Regions from separate parts of the Mus musculus genome. Here regions 1, 2, 4 and 5 are each linked to region 3. The links are chromatin contacts, called in public HiCAR-type, HiChIP or PLAC-seq and promoter capture Hi-C maps. All regions are on one chromosome and are shown on one strand. Each heading gives the region's core, a stretch centred on a gene start, on an enhancer-like site or on the middle of the called end of the contact. The rest is flanking DNA. Distances are from core to core; before and after follow the strand shown. Region 1 holds the start of Tmem11 (transmembrane protein 11). Region 2 holds the start of Gid4 (GID complex subunit 4, VID24 homolog). Region 3 holds the start of Sh3bp5l (SH3 binding domain protein 5 like). Region 4 holds the start of Natd1 (N-acetyltransferase domain containing 1). Region 5 holds the start of Glra1 (glycine receptor, alpha 1 subunit).

The links. Promoter capture Hi-C pulls out the DNA fragments that hold promoters and counts their contacts. HiCAR-type assays count read pairs that join an accessible place to other places. HiChIP or PLAC-seq counts read pairs in DNA pulled down with a chosen protein or histone mark.
Region 1: an H3K27ac HiChIP or PLAC-seq map of thymic regulatory T cells shows a contact between it and region 3, with 12 times the contacts expected there. The contact joins the promoter of Tmem11 here to the promoter of Sh3bp5l in region 3. A contact is called at or near these places in 1 of 39 promoter capture datasets (pre-B cells), 1 of 115 datasets of contacts at active chromatin or transcription factors (thymic regulatory T cells) and 1 of 9 other capture datasets (liver).
Region 2: a contact with region 3 is called in a promoter capture Hi-C map of pre-B cells, with 5 times the contacts expected there. The contact joins the promoter of Gid4 here to the promoter of Sh3bp5l in region 3. A contact is called at or near these places in 3 of 39 promoter capture datasets (liver, neutrophils and pre-B cells).
Region 4: a promoter capture Hi-C map of pre-B cells shows a contact between it and region 3, with 4 times the contacts expected there. The contact joins the promoter of Natd1 here to the promoter of Sh3bp5l in region 3. A contact is called at or near these places in 2 of 39 promoter capture datasets (erythroid cells and pre-B cells).
Region 5: a HiCAR-type map of astrocytes shows a contact between it and region 3, with 7 times the contacts expected there. The contact joins the promoter of Glra1 here to the promoter of Sh3bp5l in region 3. A contact is called at or near these places in 2 of 115 datasets of contacts at active chromatin or transcription factors (astrocytes and embryonic forebrain).

What each region holds. Positions count from the first base shown.
Region 1 is chr11:60,875,078-60,880,513 of GRCm38.p6, forward strand. Tmem11 (transmembrane protein 11) reads right to left here and starts at 3,961. Exons shown (of 2, transcript NM_173453.3): 1 at 3,636-3,961. The coding sequence starts at 3,691.
Region 2 is chr11:60,413,209-60,419,255 of GRCm38.p6, forward strand. Gid4 (GID complex subunit 4, VID24 homolog) reads left to right here and starts at 3,937. Exons shown (of 6, transcript NM_025757.4): 1 at 3,937-4,636. The coding sequence starts at 4,448. Atpaf2 (ATP synthase mitochondrial F1 complex assembly factor 2) reads right to left here and starts at 3,826. Exons shown (of 8, transcript NM_145427.3): 1 at 3,543-3,826. The coding sequence starts at 3,702.
Region 3 is chr11:58,327,873-58,333,371 of GRCm38.p6, forward strand. Sh3bp5l (SH3 binding domain protein 5 like) reads left to right here and starts at 2,835. Exons shown (of 7, transcript NM_024480.5): 1 at 2,835-2,920; 2 at 3,382-3,991. The coding sequence starts at 3,809. It also overlaps a transcript of Zfp672 not described here.
Region 4 is chr11:60,909,776-60,915,630 of GRCm38.p6, forward strand. Natd1 (N-acetyltransferase domain containing 1) reads right to left here and starts at 4,017. Exons shown (of 3, transcript NM_025294.5): 1 at 3,854-4,017. The coding sequence starts at 3,950.
Region 5 is chr11:55,606,908-55,613,131 of GRCm38.p6, forward strand. It overlaps Glra1 (glycine receptor, alpha 1 subunit), which reads right to left and starts at 1,291. Exons shown (of 9, transcript NM_020492.4): 1 at 771-1,291. The coding sequence starts at 826.

The DNA of each region.
Region 1 (5,436 bases), core at 2,711-5,210, 2.5 Mb after region 3:
GAGCTTGCAGGACTGACATAGAAGCAGATATCAAAGCAAGTGGAACTCGGGCTGCTTGAATAAAACCCAGGGAAACAGAAATATACCCCAAAGGCTGGACCATGGCAGAGGCCAACCTACACATTAATGTCTGAGAGCAGAACATGTGGCTCAGCTGTGAGTGCTGTCATCTCTCACCAGCCAACAGACAGAACCCCCATGCCTCATCCCCATCCAGTGGCTATAGGTCAAGAGACTTTGTTGTATGTCCCAGGCCTGCTCACTCCATCCAGATCAGGAGGAAGAATCCACCATACATACCAAAGCCAGAATGAGAACCTCCTGAAATACTAAATGCCTCAAATCCCTAGAGTCCTCAGCTCTAAAAGGCTTAGAGCAGAAAGGGGGTCTATCATCCCAGGAATGTAAATAATGGCTGTTCAGCTGTAGTAGGTACTAACCCTATAATGGCCACTGGGACCCTGTCCCCCCATATTCACAAATGGCATGGTCTTCCAAGAAAAGGTGGCAGGGAAGGATGTGGAGGCCACCAACCCCATGACAACTTGCTGCCTAACAAATGCCCAGAACTGAGGAAGGAAACTTGAATACCCCAAGCCATACTTGTATCATGGTCAGATGCAGATCAATTATCTTTACAAGATCATCAAAAAAGGAACTCAGAGTACAGGGCCATACTCACATTCCAACACTCATGGAGATCTCAGAGATGCTCAGGAGCTCTGAGCAGCACCAAGTAAGCCATGAAAGGCCAAGCAGGGCTGTCTGAGAGCTGGTCCAGGCTGACACCCAGGTGGTAGAACACAGATACCTGCTCTGCTTTCCTAGATGGATAAGTGTGCCTCAAAGAGGCCAGCAGGACAAACGGCAATCTGTTTGCTGTGCTTGCTGTCAGTATGCTCAATTTTGGACAAGAATTCAGGTTACAGCTCAGAGTTTGACGTTCTTCATTACAAATACTGTTGTTTCCCTAGATTTAATGGAGTGGAGAGAAGAATCAACACACAAGCAGCTCTCTGTTTGCTCCTTTCCCCCTCCAATCTCAGTTTAGATCAGAATTGTTCCTATCTATTTTACTGATGGAAAAACTTCTCTCTAGGCTTAGTCATTAGCCCAAAGCAAGTACTGGACACCAGACACATGGTCTACTATCTGAGAGCTACACTTTTCACTGTACTTAATTTTAACTTCAATGTAATCGCCACACATGGCTAGCAGCTACTGAACTGCTGTCACTCAGCTCTAGTACTAGCCTGTGTTTCTGGACTTAACAGGCACAGCAAGAACCACTGCAAACTAAGCTGACAACCAGCACAAAGTGGGGCCTTAAATATAACATATGCACCAGAGTATGCAGCCACTGGCAAACACAGTGTCTGTTCAAAGCACTGCCCATTCCAGCCTTGCCACAAAGCACACAGCATCCCCTTTGGTTTCAGCACAGGGCAGGGGCAGGAAGGTGTGAAGAACTCTGGAAGTGCTCTCTCTCAACATGAAGCTGAAATTTGAGTCAGTCCAAATGTGACACGGAACAGAGTCACTTAGAAGGCACAAACAGCTTGTGTCACAGAGTCAACACTTGGTGCTCACAATCTATGGGTGCTGAGTGTACATTATTCTGGTCTGCTCCATCCTGTCAGGCCACCAAGCAGCAATGGAGGTGCGCCCAGAAGTCAGTCTGCTAGTCAGGAGGGAGTGTGTTTCCACACACAGCCTAGAGTGGGAGGCCTGACGGAGATGGGGTTCTGAGAATGAACTCTCTGGAAGGGCCCTTCCCATAAAGGCCGACAGAGGAGTAACCTCCAGGCACCAGAAGGAGGGCAGATGGCAACTCTCAAATCATAAAATCAGACGCCCATCCCTGGCAGACATACAGCACCTGCATGTTTGGGAAGAACCTTCAATTCCTGGGCAAAGGTCACAACCTGAACACCTACAGGACCCAGGACGATAACCTTACCTAGTTAAGACTTCAGTGAGAAACAAGCACCAGTGGCTCTGAGGAGAACCACTCCCTATCTAGCTTCACAGTGAGTTCTGTCTGCATTGGACTTAAACTCCCTTAAAGGCTGCTGCAGCACAACCAGCAAGGCCTGGACTAAACTATGGGCGGTTGGTTGACAAACTGCTTTTAATTAATATCTGTTTCAAGACAAAGGAAAAATTCTCCATTTTCTTAGGTAGGCTAGCAAGACTCCTGTCTCACACTTGAGGCATGCATGTTTGGCCCTTTCAGTCTGTGTCCAAGAACAAGAGTATGGCAGGGTGCAGTAGCCCAAACCTTTATTCCCAGTGCTTGGGAGGCAGAGGTAGGCGGGCCTCTGTGAGGTCAAGGCCAGCCTGGTCTATAGAGTGAGTTTCAGAACAGCCAGAGAGAGCTACACAGTAACTCTAATGACTCTACACACGTGGCTCTAAAAACAAGCAAACAGAAATATTAGGAAAGTTCTTCCCTTCTGTTGGGCTGAAATTAAAATCCTGAAAGCATCCTTAGGGATTTAAGGACTCGGAAAACAAGATAACCTCTCTGGCTGTTCTTATCTAAGAAATAAGTGGGAGTTAGGGAAAAAACAAACAAACAAACAAACAAACAAACACTCCTCGCCACTGCTTTTCCATGTCACAGTAAACGCAGAACGGATTATTTAGCATAACCGAACTCAGGAGTAAAACTGGCTACCACTTCTGCCAAGCAGGAAGACTAGTGTGGGATGGAAAAGCTGTCGTATGCAATAGCAAGAAACATGGGATGCGTCAGTCAAAAAGGAACAACGCAGATTAGTTGAGACACAACTTTTATGGTTGACAGTACTCATTGGAAACGGAGGGGAAAAAGTCAAACTTTGCTTTTTTTTTTTTTCTTTTCCTTTTTCTGACATCCACAGTAAAATGCGGAGGACTTAGCAAGACCGACTGGGCAGGTTAATCCAGTAGCGCCACCGATATACACCCACCTCCCCAAACTTCTTATCGTTGAACAGCTTCTAGTAACCTATTAGCTAAAAATAATTCCCAGAAGGAAAAGGCTACAAGTTCAACCCGAAACACGTCAACTACTCTTGTCATCCGGAAATCACTGGAAGAAACAAAACCCCTAGCGCCCCCAAACGCATTCAGTAGGAAAGGTCACTACAAAGGACTTAGGGCAGAAGTGCTCGAAGAGAACCCTCAAAAAGTGGCGACGATTGCTCGCTCACAAGGCGGCCAGGCTCAGGCTCTTGGAGGCGCGCCCGGCACGCTGCCGCTCTCAGCAAACGCCCCTATAAAGCACACGGCGCCGCGAGCCTCTACCCTCCTCCTCTCCCCGGAGCCCATCCACGCCACACCGGGCGCCCAGGCCGAGCGGGCCACGTGCGCGAGCCAGCGGCCCGGAGCCCACAGGACGCTCGGTAGGACAGCGTGGCGGCCCTCGCAGCTACTCACCCTGGCTCACCGCCCACCCGGCTGCGGGTCGCCGCCCCTCCGAGTCGCGCTCCCCTCGCTCCTGGCCGTCGCGCCGCCCCGCTCCTCCCACACCTAAGCCCCCGCGGACTGGGCCCCGCGCGTGGCGGGCACACGATCCGGAGTCGCGCGTGGCACAGAGGCTTCGCCGGCTCTGCGGTCGACCTTCGCCCGCGGTCGCGAGCCCAGCTTACCTCTCTCGGGAGCCGCCGCCGCCCGGACCCAGACGCCTCCTTCCCCACGCGGCCATCTTGGAGACTCTCGGTTCGTCGGGGGCTGGAGCCGACGCGGCTCAGGGCGCGCGGGAGCCGAAGGGAAACGTAGTCCCGTGAGCCGCGCGGACGAGGTGGGAGGTTGCGAGAAGGACTACACTGCCCACAATACCTCACGCCGGAAGCCTGCTGTAAGCTGCCGCGCGCAAGAGGGCGAGGGGGTGGGATCCGCCTTAGGAAAGAGTCTTCAAGTCGCAAAGTGCGAGTCGCTGCGCCCACCGCCTGGACGTCCTTGGGCTCCCAGAACGAGTGGCTGAAGGAGAGCGGAAAGAAAGCGCCTACCACTCCCAGAGCGCTTCGCGCGACGATCCCGCCCTCACAGCCTGAGAGGCCCAACCCTTGGCCTCGGCCCTGTTGCCCTTCACCGTGGCTTCGGCCGCTGGGGGCCTGAGTCCCCCAGTTCTCACACTTTACAATGACTTGAGCAGCTTAACCTTTCTCCTTTCCCATCTGCAGACCAGAACTCGTGCACCTTCAGTCCGAAGGTTACCTCTGCCTCCGCGGCGTCAACTGCCCCCCTCTCCTGACCGGAACTTGCCCGGCTGACAAATCCAGAGATTTTGAAGGTCTGTAGATGTGCTTGCCCTAAAACGCCTTTTCCTCCCAGTCAGGTTTTATGCTTGTCTGGTTTCTATAAAGTTCCTGGTTTTCAAATTGAATATGCAACTCCGCCTCCGATTGCCAAACTCGTAACACATGCAAGTGTGGCAAAAGAATAGGGATGTGTAGAGAGACGTCAAGAATAAGGTATGAGGGGGCTGCGGAGATTGTTCAGTACTTAAGAGCACTAACGGCTCTTTCAGGGGACTGTGGATCAGTTTCTGGCACGTGGTAGCTAACAACAGTCAGCTATTGCAGTAACGTCTGACGCCCTCTTCTGGCCTTACGACCACAGCACACGTGTAGTGCACAAAACACCCAGACACAATCAATCAATCAATCAATGCCAGTTGATAGTGCCTGGGATCCCTTCCTTGCCTGGATTACTCAATAACAAACAGCATGCAAGAGAAAAACTTGGCCTGGAGAAGGCAGGTAATGGCTAAGGACTTCAGGTTATGCATTCTTCCAGATCACTAGCCCATTCCCTACCTGAGTGTCTTTGTAAATTTTTTTTTTTTAAGTAAATTGCCTCTATTGCTAACTATGCATCTCTGATACAATTCTTTGTCCTGAGACACAAGAACCTAGGAACTTATGTAGGTGGTCCCTGTGACTCAGCCAGGAGGTAAAAATCTATGTTTTCTCTCCCATTTCCCCCTTCCTTAACTACACTCTACTACCCAGGAACATCTGTGAGAAAGCTCTCAGCTCTTTAGGAACCTGATAAAAGTGCAGGGGTGACGGGCAGTGGTGGCGCACGCCTTTAATCCCAGCACTTGGGAGGCAGAGGCAGGTGGATTTCTGAGTTCGAGGCCAGCCTGGTCTACAGAGTGAGTTCCAGGACAGCCACGGCTACAGAGAAACCCTGTCTCAAACAAACAAACAAAACAAAACAAAACAAAAAAGGTGCAGGGGCGTGTTCTCTTTCCCATTACCCTATAGCCACTGCCTAGGGGATGTCTGAACCCTTTTCTCAGCCCTACTGCAGTATGAGCAAAAAACAATGTGTACTGACCAGGGACTGCCAAGCCCACATTTAAGCTGGGAAGCAGCTAGCCAGGAGGGTCTGCCTTTACTGGGAGTCCTCAAGGATCTAGTGTTCTGGTGCCAAGTCAGAGAC
Region 2 (6,047 bases), core at 2,687-5,186, 2.1 Mb after region 3:
AGCAATAAAAAGACTGGACTATGGATATATGTATGATACAACACAGACAGACCTTGAGAACATAAATACTCAATTACTAAGTAGAAAAGGCTAGTCCTAAGCTCCACACAATGCAATGTCTAAAACTGAAATCTTTAAGGAAGTAATGGTTGCCTACGGCTGGGGAGATGGCCAGGCAGGTGGATGGTACTAAAGGGTACTCGCTGCCTTTTTTTTTTTAATGTGTTTAGGAATTTTGCCTGCATGTATGTCTATCCACGATGTGCACGCCTTGTGCCCAAGGCCAGAAGGCATTTGATCCCCCGGGACTGAAGTTATGGATGGCTGTGAGCTGCATGTAGGTGCTGGGAACCAAACCCAGGTCCTCGGGAAGAGCAACCAGTGCTCTTAAGCCTGAGCCAGCACTCTATCCCCTACGGACTACTTTTTACCATGATAAAAATGTTCTTAAACTGACGGTGATGGTCATTCAAATTAGTGAATATATACTAGGGAATGTACTGTATGCTAAGTAAATTATATGTATTAGATTTTTAAAATTTTATCTCACCTGTGAGTGCTCTGTCTGACTGTATGTACATGTGCTATGTATGTGCTTTGTACCCACAGAGGTCAAGGTCAGAAGAGGGTATCTGATCCCATGGAACTGGAGTTACAGATGGCTGTGAGTCACTATATGGGTGCTGGGAACTGAACCCATTCCTCTGTAAAAGCAACAAGTGTTCTTAATCTCTGGGCCATCTCTCTAGCCCCTTAAGTAAATTATATCTTAATAAAGGTATTTAAAATTCTGCCAGGGTCAGAGAGATGGCTCCGTGGGTAAAGGTGCTTACAAGCAAGTCTGATTCCAAGTTTAATCTCCCAAGCCCATGTAAAGGTAGCAAGAGAGCACCAACTGTCAGAGGTTGTCCTCTCATCGCCACATGTACAGTGGCACATGGATGCCCAAATACATGCATACACAAATAAATATATGATAATAAAAAATTCTTGCAGCCAAATACATAAGTGCACTATTTTCCAAATTGCTTTTCATCTGGAGTGGAGGTCCATACCCTAGGCTGTTCTGGCCAATATAATGAAAGCAGACAATATGTATGAGTATGTGGCTTTGTTCCAATAAAACTCTACTTCAAAAGCAGATAGCCGTCTGGTCCCTGACACTCCTATGAGAATGGCAAAGCAGGTAACGTCTCTTAAGTGGCAGAAACTTGGAGAAGCTGCCTTGGACAGGAGGCAATTTGTAAATGGTAGGAACAGGACAGGACTTCAAGCTTTTATTTCTTTGGGAATTTACCTCATATGCTGCTTCTCCAAACTACATCCTCCTCTGGGCAGAAAACAGCAGGAGGGTGGCAATGGCCTCACAAAGGTCTCTGCACTGCAGGACCTCCTCCTCCAACCCCACAGCGAGCCCTTCCTTCAAAAGCCTCTCCTCTCCTGACAAGTTTCTATGGTGTAGCTGTTCCTAACATTGACAAGTGGATTCTTAAAGAAGAAGGACTTAATAATTTACATACTTCAAAGATACACAAAAATATCTCCCACCTGGGGAGGACAAAAAGAGCAAAGCATACCCTAGGGAGGCACGGCATAAACAAAGGAACACATTCAGGAGTTCACTAAATAGGCAAAGGGTCAATTTAAGCGCATGGATGCTTTTTGTTTTCCATTGTGGAGGTGCTTGATCTGCCATCTTTTCTTCTGTATTACAGACTTACCAGTTGGCTCTTAGCATTATTTAGCACATAGTAGGTAGTCAAAGGTGAAAGAAAATAGGAATGTATGAATGAATGGGGCACAGAGAGCTATCTGTAAGTCAAGCCCGTTCTCCTCCTCCCCATACCCCATGACCTCAAGTGATCCTATCTCAGGCTCCCAAGCAGCTGATACATGTGTGTGACGCTACTCTTAGCTTCTTCCTTTGTCTTTACTGGCTTTTTCTGCCCCACTTTTAGGCCTTCGTTTGTGTCCTGATAAGCAAAAATCAGCTCCCTGGTGCATCCACTCCCTTCCCCAGTTATATAAAATCATGGGCTATAGACCATTGAACGGCTCACCACGTATAGACGCTGACCACTAAACCCAACATCCTCAGTTCAGTCCCTCAAAGCCACAACCAAGTCCTGCTGGTTGTCCTCTGACCTCCATGTGCATGCCAAGTGCACACACAGATATATACACACTAAATGAAACAAGAAATTATGGGATTTACAGCCTAAAGAATTCTTAAAGGCAATCTCATGCTTCAGATCACCAAAGAAAGCAACATCATACATGCCCAAGACCACAGTACCTCAGAGATTTTGCCAACAACAGACCCCAGGTTTGTACTCTTATGCCAATTGCCAAACTGCCTATGGAATTGTTGCCTAATGAGGGCAGTGTTGCAGCAAGACCTCTAACACCCAGTCATCACCTCTGGACATGTTACACCCCCTTTCTCCCCCATCAAACTCTTACTCATCTCTCAAGCCCCAGTTTAAATGCCCTTTCAATCACCCTGTACACGCTCATCCTTGTGATTTCTTAAGTCCTTCATAGTTCCCATATCACAATATATTGCAAACTATTGTTTCGTAAGCATAATGAATCCTGCATCTGATGTTGAGAATCATTCAGGTGAGACCACATGCCCTCAACACAAAACAACTAACTGAATTTAGAGAGGTCATCACTACTTTTCATTCACTGAAGTGAACCTCACTTGTAGCAATCTCTCTTTCAGAAGCAATGAAATAACCTTCTTTCAGTCTTATTACAGTCCTTAGTAGGTCAAAGAAGCCTGGCATAAACTCCCACTTAGAGAAAGCTGCAGAGAATGCAGAGGCTGTGGCACTGCACTAGGACAGAGGGCCCGCAAACCCCTAAGGAAGTGTGCTGTGTGTGGTGGAAGACTTAAGGCCTGCCTCTGTGCCAAGTCTTCTGCTGGGTCCTGAGGACACAACACAGTCATGAGGACACAACACAGTCAGGTCAGTCTTTGCCTTCCATAGCCTCAACCAGTCTGCTCTGTGACCTTGGATGTCCTGATTGAAAGCCCAAATTTTCCTTTCTGAATCCAACTAAGACACCTGCTCCCCTTTAAAAGGAAAAACAAACAAACAAACAAACAAGCAAACAAAAAAACCCTGAAGCTGGGAGGTGGTGGTGGTGGTGGTAGTGGTGGTAGCACTCAGGAACTAGAGACAGGAGGATCTCTGAGTACGAGGCCAGCCTGGTCTATAGAGTGAGTTCCAGAGCAGCCAGGGTTACACAGAAAAATCCTATCCCCGAAAAAATAAAAAGAAAAGAAAAAATAAAGGAAATTGAGAAAAGCCTCAAGAGCCAAATATCTCGTGTCCTGGGCACGCTGTGTCCCCTAAAGTCACCCTCGCACTTGTTTGGATGTCATTTTTCAAATTGAAACAGAACTCTGTTGCTCTAAATATTCGCATAGGCCTGAACCCTGCCTGTCACCCCGCATTGCACGTCAGAAACCTTCCTCCAGGTGAGCCCGACTTGGCTCCTGACCAAAAAGTCACATTATGTCCGGGCCTCACCTGTTGGCGGGACATAGGCCCGGGCCGGAGGCTGCGGAGCTGGCCCCGGCCATACTGAGACGGTGGGGTCACTGAGACGCCGGTCCAAGAGACCGCGCCACCGGTCCCTCAGCCGGGGGTAGATTCGCCACATCCTGCCCAAGGACCTGGGTGGACACATGCGTGGAAACAGAGTACAGGAAAAGAGCGAAGAGAACCCCACACCCCTCGCTGGTTCTGTACGGAAACCTCTCACCAAGGGTTCATAGCCCTCAGCCTCCTCAGCACGCCGCCATCTTCCTCATGACACCTACGGCGCGCCGTCGCAGCCGTGCGCCCCGCTGCGCGCCACTCCCGCCCCCGTCAATCAGCATCATAAACGTGCTCGCCACGCCCCCTCCATGCCGCGCCACGGGAAGAAAACTACAAGTCCCAGAGGGCCGTTCGCGCTCTGCGCCACGTGCTTTCTCTGTCCGCCAATGGGCGGAAGCGCCGCGTGAGCTTGCTCCCGCCTCTCCAGCGCGCCCGCGCCAATTGGAAGCTGCAGAGTGTGTGTGTGTTTGTGTGTGTGTGAGCGCGCGCGTGTGTGTGTGAGCGCGTGTGTATGAGTGAGTGAGTGTGTATGCGCGTGTGTGTGTGTGTGCGTGCGTGCGTGTGTGTGTGTGTGTGTGTGTGTGTGTGTGTGTGTGTGTACCCGCGAGGGCAAGTGGGAAGGGAGACCCAGCTCAGGTCTGGGAGGCCCTGCTTGCAGGTCTCCGGGTCCAGGTGGCAACACGAGCGCTTGGTCTGGCCTCAGCGGGCGGGTGGTTCCCCGGCCCCTCCCCCGCGCGTGCGCGCCCGGGTCCGCCCTCCCCGCAGCTTCGGCTCCCGCGCGGCGGCGGCGGTTCCTTCCCCCTCCCCCAGCCCTGGCTCCGGGGGACCCCGCGATGCCGGTCCGCACCGAGTGTCCCCCGCCGGCGGGTGCCTCAACCACATCCGCGGCCTCACTCATCCCGCCGCCGCCCATCAACACCCAGCAGCCCGGCGTGGCCACCAGCTTGCTCTACAGCGGCTCCAAGTTCCGTGGCCACCAGAAGAGCAAGGGGAACTCGTACGACGTAGAGGTGGTGCTGCAGGTGAGCGCCAGGCGGCAAGGCCGGGCCCGAGGGCCTCCTCGCGGCGCTCACGGGCCGGGCCTGCCCTGGGCTCCTCGAGCCCTCAGCCGCGGACCAGGCCCTCTCACTGCCGGGGCCTCCTGCACCCGGCGCCTCCCACCGGGACCTGCCCAGCTGATGTCACACTCTCGAACCCTACCCCTAGCCCACCCCTAGACTCAGAGCCTGTAGTGGCCAGTCTCCGACAGACCCCGAAGACTGTCCCACACTTAGAGCCTTTGACTCGCCGGCTTGGGCATCCGGAAGCTCCCCCATGACTAGCCGTCCTTTAGCCTGAGTCGGTTCTTCCCAAGTCCTGTCCTCCCTACACCAGCCAGCCCTCCCACCAGTCCCTGTCGGATCCTGAAAAACTCTCCATTGGCTGCCCCAAACTCAGTACCTCTCGATAGCGGCCAGTGTCACATTCTCCCGGAATGAAGCTTTTCCTCTGACCCCAACTCCATCCTGAGTGCCAGGGACATTGCTCCTTAGGAGAACTCAGTCAGCCCACTGCTGACGGGGGAGAGGTGGCCAACCTCCCTCCATTGGCTGAGACAACCCACAGAGGTTGAGGCTCCCCAAAGACCAGGGAGCCTCACACCCAAATATCTCCAGTTGCACCACTTAGTGTTAAGACCTTGTCTCGTGGGGCCTTCCAGTACCAAAACCCGGCGTCAGTCAGTTCATAGGCATCCGCTGCTACACTTTGCTTCCTGTCCCAGGCTTCTTACCCTACCCTGCTGTGGCTCCTTCCCATCCCTGGCAGTCCCCCTGGCCTCTCCCCAGACCTCGCACCTTGATCTAGCTGGTTGCTATTGCTGGCTGTAGTGTTGCTGATTGTTATCTGCATAGCTCCAGAGTTTCCTCCGAGCCTCAGATGCCTAAGTACTGGGAAATCTAACACAGTTTTGTTTTGTGTCCACTTACCTCCCCCTATTTGACCTGGATATCTGAGTACTGGCTGGTGGCTGCCAGTCCCTGAACAACTTTGAAACTTCAGCTTCATCTTCTCTGGGCCTTTCTTTTCCAGAACTCCACCTCTTTCTCTCCCCCTTGAAGCTTTTCCCAACTGAAGGAGATTGGTGGGAGTAGATATTTCTCTTTTATCTATCTCCCCTCTCCACAATACTCTTCTTTCTAGGTATTAAACTGTCTGCCAGAAGACCAATTCCCTGTCCCACCTTGTGTGCTTTCTCCTAATGCCACCTCCTAGGTAGTTCCCCAAGTCTTGTTCCTTGAAAGCCAGAGGTTTAGAGGTGCATACTGCCCCAGGGCCCGGGGAGATGTATATTGAACATGTACAGCATCCACCACCCTTGGTTCTAATTTCCCATCTCAGATTCTTTTGAGCAAATAGATCTCCCACTCCAAAGACTCGAGAGTGTCTCTGCTT
Region 3 (5,499 bases), core at 1,585-4,084:
CTTCCAACTCTTGGGTTCTAGCGATCTAACTCAGGCTGTCTGAGTTGGCAGATGGTGCCTTTTAACTGTTGAATGATCTCCTCGGTCTATACCTTTTTATATTGCACTTCTGAAGGTGTGTGTGTATTGGGAGAAGGGGTTGGATCAAGGGCCTCAGGCATGCTAAGCAAACCCCCATCGGTGTACTAAATCCCCAGGCTTTAAGCAGTTACTCACAGGGTTAGAATGGAAGGGGAGAACTAGGAACTGAGGACCTCTTGGTTCCTAATGTTTCCATCCAAAACCCTGTACTAAGAGGTAACTAAATCCTCGCAGGGTTTCTAGCACCAGTGGTCTTGTTCCTAGGAGGACCAGGTCCCCGTGCTTCATGGAAACAACTGTCTGAGAAAGTTCAACACTGCCAGGAGAAAGCACTAGATATTCTGAGCAACTCCTGGGATTAACAGAGTCCCAACTTCCTTTTCTTAGAGCACTTCCTAAAAGGGGCCTACAAACTTGTCTCCTTCCTTTATCCCTTTAAGGTAGTGCATGCATTTCTTACTCTTTAGGAGAACCCTTCTCAGGAAGCCAAGAGCCAAACATCTTGCTATGCAGTCATTAGGAAAGACAGGGCCTTCATGCCCTACCTAGTCTTGGAGAAACATTCTTTGGTCTAACTTTGGTCAGGCGCCTGAACCTTTTTCTAGGCCTATCCAAACACTATCTTGTAAAACCTAGTTTTAATGAAGGACTTTGTGAAGGGAGTTTACCAAGACCACCCCTCTGCCAATTCTGTATGCCAGGCTCCCAATTATAGACACAAGCCTTCCAGGATTGTCTTCAGCAAGAACCCAGTTAGGTTGGCTTAGCCAGACCCCTTTACCCTTTTTTTCCCTCGAATCACATTCTCATCCACTAACCCTCAAAACTGATCTTTGGTTACAAATTTCCCCCTTGTTCATCTCTAGTTGGAGTCCTATTTCTCCCCCACTGTACTGGCTCCTATATCTAGCTGTACAATCCTTTATACCAGTTCTTAACCTGTAGGTTGTGACCTCTTTGGGGGAGGGTCACATATTATACCTGATACCATACTTGAATATCAGATATTTACATTATAATTCATAACAGTCGCAAAATTACAGTTATGGAGGAGAAACAAAATAATTTTACAGTTGGGGGACAGCACTTTAAAGGGTCGCAGGACTAGGAAGGTTGAGAACCACTGTTTACACGGCCTTCCTTATCGTTCTTTGACAAGCCACAGAATACTTTTTAGTGTAACTGCTAACTAGACACAAACTGGACTTACAGCATAGACAGTTGAAGCCTGTTCCCCTGGCACTGCCTCCCTGGCATAGCTGTAGCCATTTTGCTTCTCGCCTGCCAGTATGAGTGCCATCTCATACTGCTGCCACTGAAATTAGACTGACTGCTGACCCAGAGAATAGTCTGGCTCAGACCGTGGTCATGTTGACCATATATCCCGGTATGTTCAGAGGTTTGTTACCATGTTTTGAGGACTGTTCTTCTTGCAAACTCCCCAATTGCAGACTTCACTCAGAGCTAAGCAAGATAGAAGTCAACTTGAACTGTTATGTCTAAATTATTTAAACACACACACACACAACTTGGAAAAAGGCCAATAACCCTACAAGCCCTCCCCGCAATTGCTTGTGAGTTCATTATGGGTTTCTGCCTATATAAACTGACCCTGAAACGAAGTTCATGATAGTAGCATTCAGTTCCAGAGTCTAAGCTATGTCTACCGACCGTGGGGTGTGCATTCAATACACTATCCCTGTCTGACTGAGATTGATATTCCTGTGGTTTGTGGGGCGACTCCTGGACCCTAACAGGGACCAGCTCTGGAATTCCTTTCACTTCAGACTGTGGAACCCCGTCCTCCTCCATTCTCATGCCTCTAGAAACACCTAAAGACTCCTTCACAGATAGGAAGGCAGCTCTTGACTAAACAGACTCTTTACCGATTTACTAAACACGGGCTATGTTCAACAGAACCCAATGGGAAGAGAATTGGGCCCGGATACGTGTTTCATCTCCAGAAAAAAAGCCTGGGGCCCCGAGGCCGTCAGACATTTGTACCACGCAAGCATCCATCCTGCATCCCATCCATGGCTTCGGTCCGTCTTGCAAGCCACACATAGCACTGGTATCCAGACCACCCATGAACGAAGCAGGGAGCTCACTGGGCTAAGTTCGAGCCTCCTCCTCCCACTCTAGGAAAGTGAGCTAACAGTGAGATCCTCTGCATTCACGCGGTAGCCGGCGTCCCGTGAGGCCGGCTACTTAGCGGGAGAGATGGCGCCCGCTGCAGGTGTCGGGAGAGGTTCACCCACCTGTCTCGACCTAGAGTCCGCCGGATTCACTGAACCGAGAAAAAAGAAAAGAAAAGGAAAAAAAAAATCACTTTTGAAAAACGACTTCGTTTTTGTTAGCAATACCCAGATAGGAGCTAGCCGAAACCGGAAGTTGCATCACCTCCGGTCGCGCCAGGCAGTGACAGTCCTTAGCCCCGCCTCTGTTCCTAAAGCAACGATGGCCGCTCCCGCGTACGACACTATTGCTAGCATTTCTCGAATTGGGAGGGACTATCGATTTTCATCACCTGCTGTAGTTTTCCTCAGCAACTCTTACTCATGCATTCATTTTATTTAGGCTTGGTTGGCGGGTGAACTGGGAGCTAGGAAAGGCGACGTCGGATGTAGAGTAGCGCCATCTTGTACGGACCCTGAACGTTTAGCACGCCGAGCGTGAGCTTACATCGGGCAATACTTGTCAGAGAGGAAAAAAAAAAATAGCGTTTTTACGCGATGGCGTATTTCCGTTTCCTCTCTGCCAGGGCGTTTTTGGTTGGACGGTCTTGTTGCGGAGGGAGGGGGAAGATTGTTTGCTCCGTAGACGCTCCCCGTAAAGCAAGGTAAACTGAGGTAAAGCCGGGAAGGGGCATTTTTTTTTTCGCCTGGTTACATGGGATGGCTGGGACTCAGACGCTGGGTCCGCGGAAGAGTATGCGCTTGGAGCCTGGAGGCTCAGATGGCCCCCAGGGCTGGAGAGGCAAGGTTGGGGGATAGAAGGTGAATTGCAAAGCCGGACCGAGGGGGACGGGCTTGGTAGAAAAAGGGTGTGGAGGAGAGAGGGTGGGGCTCAGAGGGAAGTTTGGAAGGGGAGGGACTGTGGAGGGAACAGGGACGCGAGCAGAGTCGGACCTAAAGTCCTTGAGGCCGGAGGAAAGAAGTTGAGGTGGGGGACTGGTCGGATCTCGGGAGTGTGTGTTGGGAAACCAGTGGTATCTTGGGGAGACCCAGGACGCGGAGGAGGCTGCTGGCCAAGGTTCTGATGCTGACATCCTATGTAACTTGACCTTTGTGTCTCCTGCAGCTCCCCAGAGGCGCATCTCCCACCCTCTGCTTGGACTTAGCTTTCTCTCCATCTGCCACCACAGCCTGGAGGCGCTTGCCTCCACCCTCCCGAATGGTGCTCCTCTTCCCAGGCGTCGGCCCAGGATCCAGGCCCCCTTTGCTCCTTGAGTTGGAGCTGTTGCCGCTGGGGTCTCTTGGTGGGCTCCCCGTGGTGAGGTGTGAAGAACTTTTGCACAGACGAAGCTTTAGTTATAAGGACCTCCTCAGCAGTTCGAAGCTCAGCCTCTAACTGAACGCGAGGCCCATCTGTGCTGCTTCTCTTCGGCCTTTGAGAAGAGAAAGCCCTATTCTGTTCCATCCAAAGTCCAGGAAGCCTCAAACTGGGGCCCTGCTCCCAGCATGCCAGCCCTCTCTTGTGCATAGGGCTTTGCCCTCTTCCAGCCAGCATGGCTGATCTCAAAAAGGCTGCAGGGGGCCGGGAGACTCCGCAGGGGGAACTTCGGTCAGAGGTGGTAGAGGATGAGGGCCCTAGGAGCCCGGTCGCAGAGGAGCCTGGAGGAAGTGGAAGCAACAGCAGTGAGACCAAATTGTCCCCTAGAGAGGAGGAGGAACTGGATCCTAGGATACAGGTGAGAAGGCTGATGGAGGAGGTCAGAAGTCCAGAGGCCAGACTTGCTGAAGAGCTGTGGGATCAATGAGGCCTTAGACTCCTCTCTCACAGTGGGCTGGGGTGGGAAAGGGAAGCAGACATGTACATAAAACGTGGCGGTTCAGTGTGACAAGTGTGACAAGTGCTGATGGAGAGCAGGGACCCTGCCTGAGTGCTTGGGGCATAGAACCACTCATTGTTCTTCTTTCTGAATAAGCAAAAAGATTGCTAGCTCAGGTATCTTACATATCCTGGAGGCAAGAGGAGATGGCTGAGACTGGGAGGCAGTTTGGAGGCTGAGGAAATCTCCCCCCCCCCCCCCCCACCTTTTACCTTCTTAGATATGTCTCTCAGAATCATTTTGAGTTGTGAGACCTTTCAGGTATTTGAAAGGCACGGTAAGGTTTGAGTCTGTAAGGAAATCAACTCCCTTCCCTCCTCCCCATCCCCCTCTCTTTGAGACAGGATTCTCTTGTGTAGCCCTGGCTGTCCTGGAACTTGATTTGTAGACTAGGGTGGCCTAGAACTCCGAGATCTGCCTGCTTCTGCCTCCCTGCTCCTGGGATTAAATTAGGTGTGTGCCACCATGATCAGCAGGAAACTTTTTATATTGCAAGGATTTATCTCTGTTGTGATTGGCCTTTAATATATATTTCTGGCTCTTGGAATTGTGGGCTTACCAAAAGAATGTCAGGATAGTTTACTGTCATGGAATGTGCACAGTCTAGTTGGTAAACCAGAGAGATGGTTGTGTAAGAGACTCAGGGAACTGGTATGAGGAAGAGTGGTCATTGTGGAGGAGATGGCCTGCTAGGACAAGCTTAGTTATCTATCGTGTTTCAGGGTACTGTCTAAATGGACTGTATGGGAAAGTTTCTGATATGGGCTGATAATGGCTAATACGTGCTGTATGTCTGGGGTCCAGGGCTGCTATTCAGATAGGTTGCATCTGAGATGCTGTTACTGGGAACATGATTTAGCTCCTTCTAGGTAGCTAGAACATCCCAGAGCTTGAATTCTTGGGCTTCTCCTTCAGTAAACCTTACTGGGTAGTGCCAGTGAATTGCAAAGAAAGTAAGTCTGGTCCTGGGGTGTGTGTGTGTGTGTGTGTACTGAAGCTCAGCTCCTTGGGTTGTTTGTGACCTTATAGTGGAGCATTGGCGAGCTATTCTTTTCTGGCATGAGTCAGTAATTTATTTCTGCTGTGCTTCAAGATGCTGCATTGACAACAACTCAGCTTCTCTCATCCATTCTGAGGATTTGTCCTCCACTGAGAGAGTGCATTGAAAAAAAGAAGTCTTGGGATAGATATTCAAGTCACTTAAGTTCCATGATTTGGGAATTTGTGAAACCGTTAGCTTCTTTGAGCTTCTGTTTGTCAGTAAAGTGAGGGACTTGGTTTGTCTGGTGTGCACAGCTCCTATTCACTGTGCAAAGGGTCTGGAAGATTACAGATAGTGAGTTAAGAAGGAACTCTCTGTTCCTGGA
Region 4 (5,855 bases), core at 2,767-5,266, 2.6 Mb after region 3:
TTTTAGTAAGGGAGACGACAGATGCCAGCCTTGGGAGATGGGCCCAGAGAGCAGAGAAGCAGTAGGGAGCAGAAGTGAGAGCTGTCATTATACAGAGGACATCTGGTTCTTGTGCAAAAGACCTGAAGGAATGAGGGAGTAGGACACTTTGGTGTGAGGAGTCCCAGTGGTAAGAGCAGAACAAACAAAATCCTCAGAAGCCCAGAACAGCAAGGAAGCCAGAGTGGCTGGCCCTGGTGAATCAGGCAGTGTAGGGAACCAGGTGATGAACCTCCTAGGGCCACCCAAAGCCCAGCTTAAGCTCCCAGCAGTCTTGGGGTGGGGGCTTGAGCTCTTGCAAAGTCGCTAACATTTTCAGTCTCTTCTTGCTCTCAATCCCAAGGAGCCTTCTTAGCCTGTGGGCAACCCTGGGGTATCACAGCGACTCTGCCTACGCCTTTGGTGTCTGGTGGTCAGGGATTGACACCCAGGAAGTATCTTCCAACCAGATGCCCGTGAGACTGGAGGTGGGCCAGTGGCATATGACAGCCCCACGGCCTGGTCCCTGTGCCTTTGGTGGGATCCCTGCAGAGGTCCATGGGCTTGCTCTGAGCTAAAGCCAGCAGGCTCCAGCCACAGCTCAACCGCAGCCTCTCCCTACAGCAGCCACTGAGAGTTTGATTAGCTCCCTGCTCATCTTTCTACTTGCCGCATCTATACCCAGGTACCCAGGGCCTCCCAGTTGGACACCACTTTTTTTTTTGTTGTTTTGTTTTTGTTGTTTTTTTTGAGATAGGGTTTCTCTGTGTAGCCTTGGCTGTCCTGGAACTCACTCTGTAGACCCGGCTGGCCTCGAACTCAGAAATCCGCTTGCCTCTGCTTCCTGAGTGCTGGGATTAAAGGCATGCGCCGCCACGCCTGACTGGACACCACCTTCTTATTCCAGGTTTTCCCTCTATAATAGAGGCTTCTTCCCCGGACTGTTCACTGCCCTGGGACAGAACGCACACGTGGCACTGCCAGCTATGACGGCCCCCAACACCCGTACCACAGGTGAGCAGTCACTGCCACCTGGATTAGTGGCAGTCCAGGCTAGGCTCTGAGTGCCCCAGACCTAGACAAGCATATTGGGGACCGTGCTGGACATCCAGAAACTGGAAGGATCAGTTGGTCTCAGTTCCAGTTCTGTCTTCCTAGCTGGGGGTACAGAGAATTCTGGGAGGGGTTGGAGAGAGCCTTCTTGCAACAAGTAGCAGTCCCAGAGCCTGGAGAGCTGGCTCAGCAGTTAAGAGGGCTTTCTGCTTTTACAGAGAACCCACTCAGTTCCCAGCACCCATGTCTTCTTTTTTTTTTGGGGGGGGGGTTTCGAGACAGGGTTTCTCTGTATAGCTCTGGCTGTCCTGGAACTCACTCTGGAGACCAGGCTGGCCTCGAACTCAGAAATCCACCAGCCTCTGCCTCCGAGTGCTGGGATTAAAGGCGTGCGCCACCACCACTACCCAGCTAGCACCCGTGTCTTGACAGCTCACACCTGCTTGTAACTCCAGTTGTCAGACCTGATGCCCTCATTTGACCTCTACAGGCACTGGAATGTATGTTGTCTGTACATACACACACACACACACAAATAAAATAAAAACAAATCTTTAAACACATACACATCCGAGGTTCCATTTTGGACTAGTTGTCCATCAGCCTTGTGCCTTGGTTTCCCACCCATGGAACAGTGGATACACGCCCAGCATTTTCAATCTGGGGTCATGTAGACTTGAGTTCCAGTCTCCTCCAATCAACAAACTTCCTCCATGTTTCCTGTCACACATGCTCAGGACTTAGACGTTTCTTCACACCCCTGATCACACTGCTTGGACTTGTGCAGCACCCAGCTCCCCACTGTCATACCCCACAGTGCGCTTCCCATCAGCACAGCCTTAGGGTTCCTGGTCCATGGCATCTGTCCTCTTTACAAGGCATTTCAGGACCCCACAGCACTGAAGGTTGAAGCCACACCCAAGCTCACATTTCTGGTTCCTATATTATTTGCCTCCTTGACCTCTTAGCCTTATCCTACCTGTCACGCTCTTCTATGCCTGCACCACTCCTGGCTGCTCTGAAACACACAATGGGTACTGCAGGGCCTTTGCTCTCAAAGGTTTCTTTCACACAGTGCCTTTCTTCACAGCTACAGCTGTTTCTTGTCTCTTTCAGGTCTCTACTTAAATACCACCTGCTTGGAACTTAATGCCAAACAGTGGCTCTGCCCCAATAGACCCTTCCTTCTGCCTGACCACGCCTCCCAAGGCCTTGGTTTTATGAGATATTATGCAATTCATCTGAGACCCATCTCCTTCTTTAGACTGGCAGCCCTACAAGTCCTGGGTAAATAGTAGGTACTCAGTAAACTGTTGGCCCAGGCTGTACAGGAGGAGCCGAGGCGAGGTTGCCCGCCTCTAGCAATTCTGTCTCTCTGTCAACGGGGCAGCAGATTGCAGAACGGTTAAGTTTAAGGATATCATTTGTTCATAGCCAGCTCTCAAGAGTACTGTCCTTTTGACTGGACCCATTTGGAAAAGAAAGAGAGAGAGAAAGAAAGAAAGAAAGAAAGAAAGAAAGAAAGAAAGAAAGAAAGAAAGAAAGAAAGAAAGAAAGAAAGAGAGAGAAGCCTAAGGCTTCTGCCTTTCTCTTTATGGATCTGATGTGCCTCCACAGTCCCCAGGAACTAAAAGCCTCACTGGAACTAAGAAAACTTCAGAAAAGAGGATCTGAAGAAAAAAGAAACAAAAAACAAACAAACCCTCAGATAAGGCCTCTCAAGGGATCAGGGCCAAGTGTCACAGTCAGCTGAGCTACCATCAGCATGACAGCAGGACTTGTTTCTCTACGGAAAGAATAGGGCAAGGGGCAGCTGGGCCCTGATTTGAATATGCCTCTGGTCTTGTTAAAGCTGGGCAGGTCCCATTTCCTGCACTCCCAGCCTCAGTTTACTCATCTGTAAGTGGGGCGGTATGTCACAACACAGGAAGTGATAGCTGCCCCCACGGTGGTTAGGTGGCACAAACGGGAGACCTGGCCTCCAAGTGCAGGTCACAGAAGGTTGGCTCAGGAAGTCAGGATAGGCTGCGTATGCTTGACTGCTTACAACCTACCTACTGGCCGACCACACTCAAGTGGTGCATCCTTCCAATCAAAATAATATGGGCAGTGGCTAAGTCGGGTCTCCCCAGAGGGCCCAGCTGGGAGGAGTGGGCTACAGAGAGCTCAAGGTCCCATATTCCACAATCTTTTCCAGCCCTAGAATCAATGGGAGGAGTGTCGGTCTGCTGGTACAAACGCTACAGATGAGGCTTTGACTTCTCTATCTGTTGAAAAGTAGCCATTTATCTATGTTTATCAGCACTTGCTGTGCACCAAATGTGTCATTCTGAACTTTTACTGCCACAGCATCTCATCCAAAGCGGTTTGCACTCCAGCTATCCCCATTGCAGATTCCGGGAGACCGATGCACACATTGACTAGACAAACTGGCCAAAGTCTCAGAATCACCTACCCGCCTCCTCCTCCAGGCCACATATTCCCTAGGTTATGCCCCAGGCCCCTGCAGGCTCCTCCACGGCGGCAGGAAGCAACCGAACACCCGGGGGGTGGGGGTGGCAGGCCACCAGTGACCTGCTCTCTGGGACCCAGGGTGGCAGCCCTCCGTCCGCGATGTCGGAGGCCGGCTGCGCTAGCAGGTGCGGGCTGCCCGGGCAGACGCGCTCCGGCGGTGCCAGTCGGGGGGTTCGGGAGCCCTCCCGCCCCGGGATCCATCTGTCCGTCCGCCCGCAGGTCCCGCCCCGTCCCGCCCGCGCGCGCGCAAACAAAGGCAGCTCGGTACCGTTGAGGCGCACGGAGAACTGGCGGCGTTGGCGGTCGTGCTCCACGCGGATGGGGCCGCCCTGCTCCAGTGCGCTCGGCGGGGTAGCGTGCGCCATCGCGCGCGCCGACACTGGGGACCGCGGGCCGCAGCGAACTGACTCTTCGGCGGCGCGGGCCGGAGAAGGGGGCGGGGCCGGAAATCAGCTGTGAGTCACGTGCGCTGCGCGCACTGTCTGTTTGGATACATTCCTGGCGTCTCTTAAAGAGACCGCGCTGCCCGTTTCGCTCGCGGCTTCAACAATGATGTGCTGGTCCATCCAGGGCGCCGATTGTCCTCCCGAATGCCCCAGAATGACTTTTAGGACCCACACGGACCCATATGCAAAACACGCAATGACCTATGGGGTAATTTAGATCCTCCCCGCGACAGCCATTTAATATTAGGCATTAGCCTCACTGCAAGCCTGAGGCAATAGATAACGTCAAATGCAAGGTGTTGACAGGCAAACCTACTCTCTGCTGGAATCGTGCGGGCTGGAGCTATGCAGCCCACCCACTCGGGCAGCTGTAGCTGATATTGAGAGATTACCCCTAGGCATGTTTGGGACTGGGTGAAAAGCCACCCCTCCCAAAGAAAGCCAGAAATATGAGGTCCCTAGGGAGCTAGCTACCCAGGAGCCAGTGTTTCTCTAGAAGTACAGTATTAGGAAAGCTTGCCGACCATGGATGTTCACAGAATCATATTCTGTTAATTACCGTGCAAATTTGATGTCCACATCTATGAGACCACCACACAGACATTAAAGTTTGAGTACCTCAGTGGAATGCTTGAAGGCTGTAACTTCAAACCTGTACAAAATGTGTGTCTGTGTGCGTGGCGGGGGCTGGGGGTGGGGGAGAGGCGGGGGACAGACCAACAAGGAAGCATTTTACAGCTAAATGGAGATCTCCGTGGGCTCCCTTCCAATTGATTTCTTCCTTTTGAAGTAGCTATGCTCCCTGACTTTTAGCGCTATTGACTAAACAGCTTTTCCTAAGAACATCCTATTTCTTAAGAACTACACAGTATTTACCTTTTCGTATCTGGTTTCTTCGCTTCCACCTGTCATCAGCTGTGTTGTTGCTGCTATCATGTTCACCAGTGTGTCAGAGATTTCCCAGGAAGCAGGTACCAGTTTTCCATCACGTGTTAATGGGTTGTTGTGTTGTTTTGGTTTGGAGCTGCTATGAGTAACAGGCTGTGGATGTCGTCTGGCCAGCATTCCCTTAGGGTAGCTCTCAGGAATATACTGCCGAGTTTTATAGCCAGTGGATATTTTGTTTTGTGAAAAACTGCAAGATCCTTTTCCAAGTGTACGACCTCACATTGCCACAGAGAGTTCTGTAAGTTGCAGTGGGCATTTTGTCATTAGTGGCAGTGACTGACTCTTGAACCTTTGCCCAGGCTGCCAGGCCATTTAGTCCCCATTTAATGAACACTTTCCTCTGTAACCCCCCCCCCCAATCTTTTATTTGCCTTCTTCCAATCATTTTTATTGCTTGGTTGGGGGGTCAGACATACTACTGAGAGAATCTTTTCTGAGCAAATAATTTCCTTTTAACAAGTGGGTGTTGTGTCACAGCGTTTGTAAACAGAAGGCAGTGCGGAGGTGTGTCATTATATGCAAAGTGACTGAAAGGGATCCAGCCATCATAGAGGGCCTGGAGCCTGGTTGGCAGAGTCAGAGCTGGAGGCAATTGTGAACAAGGAAGATTAAAACCTGTGAGTCTCAGGTGACGTCACTTCCAAAGAATGTAAGTGGAGATGGTCAAAATATGTTCCTGGACAGTGTCTGAACAGGCCACTCATCTGCAGGCTGCTGGGCCTTTGGATGACTACTGCCCAAGCACCACTTCCTGGGGAAGTCCTCCTGTGCATTTATGTCTACAGACGTGGCATCTGACCAGCCAGTCTAGACCAGGGGAGAGTCTGATCTGATAAGCCTCCAATAGGGCCTGGCACAGTGGTTGTCTACCTATGG
Region 5 (6,224 bases), core at 41-2,540, 2.7 Mb before region 3:
GTGGGTGGGCGTGGGGAGCCTAGTTATGGCAGCAGATATAGGCATCCATTCATAAAGAAGAACTGCCCTTTGGAGTAGCGGAGGGTCTGTTGTAACAGAGTTTGGAAAGAAGCGTGTATCAGGGAGGAGGGAGTCAAAGTTATAAAAGGAAAATATTTTCTAGCATCTATTATTAAATAGGCCTGATCTGCATTTAAGTTAGGGCTTTGTAAGCTGCGGTCATAACTGCGTTTTTTCCCAGCTCCAAACTACAGAAACCCCTGACCCCGAAGCAAAACAACAAAAAGAGAGACAGAATGCTGTTTTGTGCCCAGCCAGTCCAACTGCAACCTTCCGCGTCACCGCTAGTTGTCACTTCGCTCCCAGACGGGAGACCCGGGGTTTCCAGCACTGCGGTTTGAGAGAATGCGGTCCCAATTAAACTAAAAAACTCACAAAGCTTCCCCTTAAGTCCTCAGTCGAGTGAAGGGTAACGAGCAGAGGGGCTAGGGGGCTGGGGCCCCAATTTTGCGGGGAGTGCAGTAAGCAGACAGACTGCAAAGAACAGGCAAACCGCTGCCGGAGCAACCAGGAGCAGCCACTGTCTGGGACCTACACGCACCAGCCAGACACCCTGCGGGTGGGGGGTGGGGGAAGGAGAGGGATGGAAGGGCCTTCAGCACACAGCACCCCCTCCCCAATTGATGAAGCCGCGGCAGAGTCAGCCTCCCTACTCCTCCTGAACCCCTATTGCACCATAAGGATAGTGGTCAGTATAGAAAATCGCGTACCTGAAGAATACAATGGTCTCCCAAAGGTAGAATCGCAGAGTATTGAAGCTGTACATCTTCCAGATTCTAGTGCTGTAAAGTCCACGAGTTATGGGGGTGCAAAAATGTTTTCGATGGGCACTTACGAAGCCAGAGAGCGCCACTGGGGATAATAATCCAGATGTTTAAGGGGGCAGGGAGTAGAGGGACGAGGTGTCAGAGCCGGGGGAGAATTGCAGCCAGGCAGCTAAGGTACCGCGGACAGCGGCAGTCGTGCAGGTTCAGCACCACGGAGAGCGTCCAGCCCGGCTGCGGGCGGGAAGAGCGCGGCTGAAGCTCTACTCGCTGGAGGCTCCCTGCGGCGCTGGGAGGCACGTTTGGGGGTGGGTATATTTTCTTCTTTTCTTTCTTTCTTTACTCTTCTTCTTCTTTATTTTTACCCTTATTTTCCTGTCGAGATGGCCAGCTCCATGAAAGGAAGAAATCCGTGGGGATCAGAGCCCTGGCCTCAGACCCTTAGACCCGGCTGGCATCTTCTTTCTGGCCCTGGGCTGGCCCGAGGGGTTTTAGGGGTTGGGGGGGGGGGTGGAGCAGGTGACGGTGCTGGCTTCAGTTAGATGTCGGAGAGTGTGCCAGGCTGGCGCATCGCGACCGAGTCCCGGAATCTCGTTCCCCTGCCTCCGTTCCTGTCTGCTGCCGCCTTGCAGTCCGTGTTCTCTGGTCCCCGACGAATAAGTTGGGATCGCTGCAAGAAAGGTGTCCCATTGCTTGGGGCTGCAGGAGCAAGAGAGCCCACCACAACTTTCAGGGGCTGCTGGGGTCCATGGCTTCCCAGCAGGGCTCAAGAACCCAAGCTTTCACAGGCATCTCCAATTTCTAAGCTCGCCCATCTTCTTCTGGCCAGACTCCCTCAGATCTTCAGACTTTCTTACTGCATTAATTTAACAAACTGGCGGCGTAGAGGATGGTGGGGGCGAGGACCGACGGGAGGGGGTGGAGAGGGGAAAATGGGGGGAAAAACTCCTTAGAAGCTTCAAACCCTCCCACTCGGAGTGTTCATTGGCCCGCAGCTGCGAAAACCATATCTTCTCTCCAGGTTCGGCCAATTGCACGTTAGGCTCTGGCTTGAGTTTAACCCTTGGAGTGCTGGCAGAGACCAGCCTCATGCACTTCCCAGGCCTCAGGGTCTTTTCAGGTCTTCTGTCGCTCCAGAGAGGTCATGGAATTTATCTTTTAAGTCTTTCAAAATCCTTACCATGATTTTTTAAAAAATAGCTGTATGTAAGTAAAACACCATGAGCCTCAGTCCAGATGTGCTCAGGCAGACTCAGTTTATCATTTTTTTCATTAATTCGTTTATTCATTTTACATCCCAATTGCAGCCCCTCTTCTTCCTCTCCTCCAAGTCCCACTCTCACACCCCCTCCTCAGAGAAAGGAATGCCCCTTGTGGGTACCAGCTGGCCCTGACCTATCAAGTCACAGCAGGACTAAGAGCATCCTCTCCTACTGAGGCCAGATAAGGCAGCCCAGTTAGGGGAAGGCAGGGAATGGAGTCAGAGACAGTTCCTGCTGCTCCAATTGTTCAGGGATCCACATGGAACCAAGCTTCACATCTGCTACATGTGTTGAGGGCCTAGGACCAGCCCATGCATGCTCTTTGGTTGGTGGTTCAGTCTTTGTGAACCTCCACAGGCCCAGGTGAGTTGACTCTCTAGGTTTTCTTGTGGTGTCCTTGACTCCTCTGGCTCCCTCAAAATTTCCTTATAGTCTTCCACAGGACTTCCCAAGCTCTGCCTAATGTTTGACCGTGGAGAGCTGCTGCACCTGTTTCCATTTTAAAAGGGTCAATGGAACAAGGTCCCTCAATTTTGTTGAAGCACTGAAGGTATAATATTTGAGCCCAGAAGACTTAAAAAAAAAAAAAAAGGTCTGGTAGATAGAGTAAGTCTCTTTCCAGGATTACTGTGGTCGGGAAATTCAGGATTTTTTTTTTAAAGTTTCTAGGGTTAAGGGAGAGCTGACCTGCCTGACTCTTTTGAAAGAGATAGAAGATACACTCTTCCATTGGAACAGAGGACATTTGATTCACATCACACAGGCTGGAAAAACTGAGCTCCAAATTAATGGAGAAACCAAGGAGTGCATGCATGCATCTTTTTCCTACGGCACTCCTTCCCTAATTCTTCTTCACCTGCCTTTTTCTCTACCTTATCTGACTTTCAGAAATGAGATATACATTTCACAGTTGAGCCCATCTGGAGAGGTAGAGTTAATCAGATTTTCTCCCAGCTAGGGGACTTTAGTGGATTAATAGCCTCTGCAGGATTTTCTGGCCTGCTGGAACTCACTGGGGATTCTGGGGACTCTCCGTTCCAATGCTGCCTAGGGAAGACAGTCCTTCTATTTACCCAGCATATTCAGGAATTCCTTACTTGGGGCAATGGTTCTCTGTTCTCTGCAAGTTCAGGTCTTTTCCCAAGCAAAGCTTCCTTTCCCAGCTCAGGATGAGACTAGCAGAACTTCACTCTCTTGTACTGCAGAAGCAGGTGCCAGAAAGGACTCTTTCATGGCTTTCCTACACCAGGGATCTCCCCCCACCCCCTCTCTCCCTCTCTCTCTGTCTCATTATGTTGTCTTGTCTGGCGTAGAACTTAGTATTGGAGCTAGATATGTAGACCAACCTGGCCTTAAACTCACAGAGGTCTACCTGATTCTGCTCCCTGAATGCTGGGACCAAAACCATGCACTACCATGCCTAGCCTAATGAGTGTGTATACTCCCATGTGTATAATTTGTTTTTGATTTGTCTCCTACATTTATTCTAAGTGAACTTGGAAGAGTTTATTTGTATTTATATATTTCTGTTTGCAATTGATTTCTGTCCACATATATTTATGCTATTCATATATGCGTGTTTATGTCACATATATGTATCAATATGTGTCAATGTGTGTGGTGCCCCAGAGACATTAAAACAAGTAAGAAGTCAGCAACTGTATTCTTGCTTCATCTGGCTAGGAAACACTTGCATAGTTGGATATGAATACAATGTCTAGCATTTTCTGTTACTCTTTCCATGATGGAAGTGTGTGTCTGTGTGTGTGTATATGTGTGTGTGTTGCTGATGGTGAGTGTGAATATTTTCCACTTTGTGGCCTATACAAGAGAAGAGAGTGACTATGGCACAAAAGAGAGACAGTTGTGTTCTGCTTGCTATGAGGCAACACTCTCATTCAGTCCACACACGAATTGACTAAGTCCCAGGCATGGGATAAATGGTGGGTCTGAACTCCTGGGGTGTGCAGCTGCTTCTGAGACAAGTGAGCCAGGTAACTAAGGGGCTGCGTAGCTCATTCCTTTTTTCCAAAGAACCAACTCTTTGGTGGATTTTATGTATTATTATTTTTTATACTCAATTTCATTAATTTCTTCCCAAACATCAACTGCTGTGATGAGATGAAAATAATAATTTCAGTGTAGCCGAGGAAACAATCGGCAGAGGTGTCAGACAATCTATAGAACGGTAGAAAATCTTTACCATCTACACTCCAGACAAGAGGCTACTATCCAGAATTTACAAAGAATTGCAGAAAATAAATCCCAAGGAAATAAAACTACCAAACAACAGATAAATGAATAATTGACTAGGCAGTCTTCAAAAAAACAAAAACGAAACAAAACAAAAACCAACCCCCTTCCCCCTCGCAAATAGTCAATAACGGTTTTAAAAGTATTGAGTAGCCCTAACTGTCAGGGGAAGGGAAATTAAAACCACGTTGGTATACTCACCCCAGTCAGAATGGCTATCATCAACAAACCTGACAAGAAATGTTGGAAAGGAGAGAAAAGGACCCTTATTCACTCTTGTGACTTCTGGGGGATGTGAATTAATACAGCTACTGTGGAAATTATTTTACAGATTTCTCAAAAATTAAAAATAGAACTATCACATGACTCACCTATTTCACTCTTGGACATATACCCAGATAATTTTATACTCTGTCATAAAGACATTTGTACCCTGTGTTTATTGATTGTTTATTTACTATAGCAAAGAATTGGAATCAATCTATCTACCAAACAACAAATGAATGGATAATGAAAATTATATATATATAAATATATTTATGTACTATATATTTATAACATATCAAATGTGTATATAAAATGTATATATATAATGTATATTTTGAAAGTTGTTTACTGACTTTCCTGTGGGAGCTATACTTTGTATGTACCCACACACATGCACCTCTCCCATACAAAATAAAAGAAAAAATTGTAATACAATTAAAAAAAAAAAAAGAAGAGGGCGGCAAAATGGCTCAGCAGGTAAGAGTACTGACTGCTCTTCCAAATGTCCTGAGTTCAAATCCCAGCAACCACATAGTGGCTCACAACCACCCATAATGAGATCTGACACCCTCTTCTGGTGCTTCTGAAGTCAGCAACGGTGAACTTATGTTATGTATAATAATAAATAAATCTTTGGGCCAGAGCTAGCAGGGACTGAGCGGGTGGGGCCAACAGGAGCGAGCAGAGGTCCTAAAAATTCAATTCCCAACAACCACATGAAGGCTCACAACCATCTGTACAGTTACAGTGTACTCACATCCATAAAATAAATAAATAAATCTTTTAAAAAAAGAAGAAAAGTAAGGGGTACAGAGGGACATGGACTCAGAATGTACAATACTAAGCAAAGTTACACACTTTGAGGAAAAAAAAATCTGTTCCTTATCATATCATATGCGGAATTTAGCCAATAATATATGTGCATATGTAAATAAATATCTGTGTAGGTGCAGTAAAACATGTGGGAGAGAGAGTAAGAATGGTCTAATGTAAGGGAATGAAGAATAACCTGATGAATGTAGGTAATGGGCATGAGTTATGAAAGAGAATATAAAGTTAATTGTTTATTTAGCGCTAACTGTGTTATGGAGAGTTTTGTTTTGTTTTTGGGGGTAGATCAGTGCCTAATCAAAAATAAAGCTTCTGAGTTTCCATTTCAAGTGCTAATTCTAACTAGACATAAGTTTATAAAGTTTATAGATTTTGGTTTGTAATATTTTTATTTATTTTCATTTTTAAAAATAATACAGTTTATAAAACTAAACACAGTGAAAGACTAATGAGAAAAGTACCTGATAGTTGTAACTTTACACTTTAAAACAGATTTATTTTTACTTTCAATTATGTGTCTGCGTGTGGGTTTGTGCACTTGATTTCACATGCTTATGGACATTAGAAGAGGATATCAGATTCCCCAGATCTGGAGTTGTAGACCGTTGTGAGCCACCCACCTATTGTAGAAGATGGGAACTGAACTCAGGCCCTCTGGAAGAACAGCAAGTGCTCTTAACTGCTGAGCCAGCTCCCCAGCTCCAGCTTCACACGTTTTAACTGCACACCCAAATATTTCTCATTTGTCAAGATCTTTCTGTTCTTTTGTAGTTCACTCATGAAGACA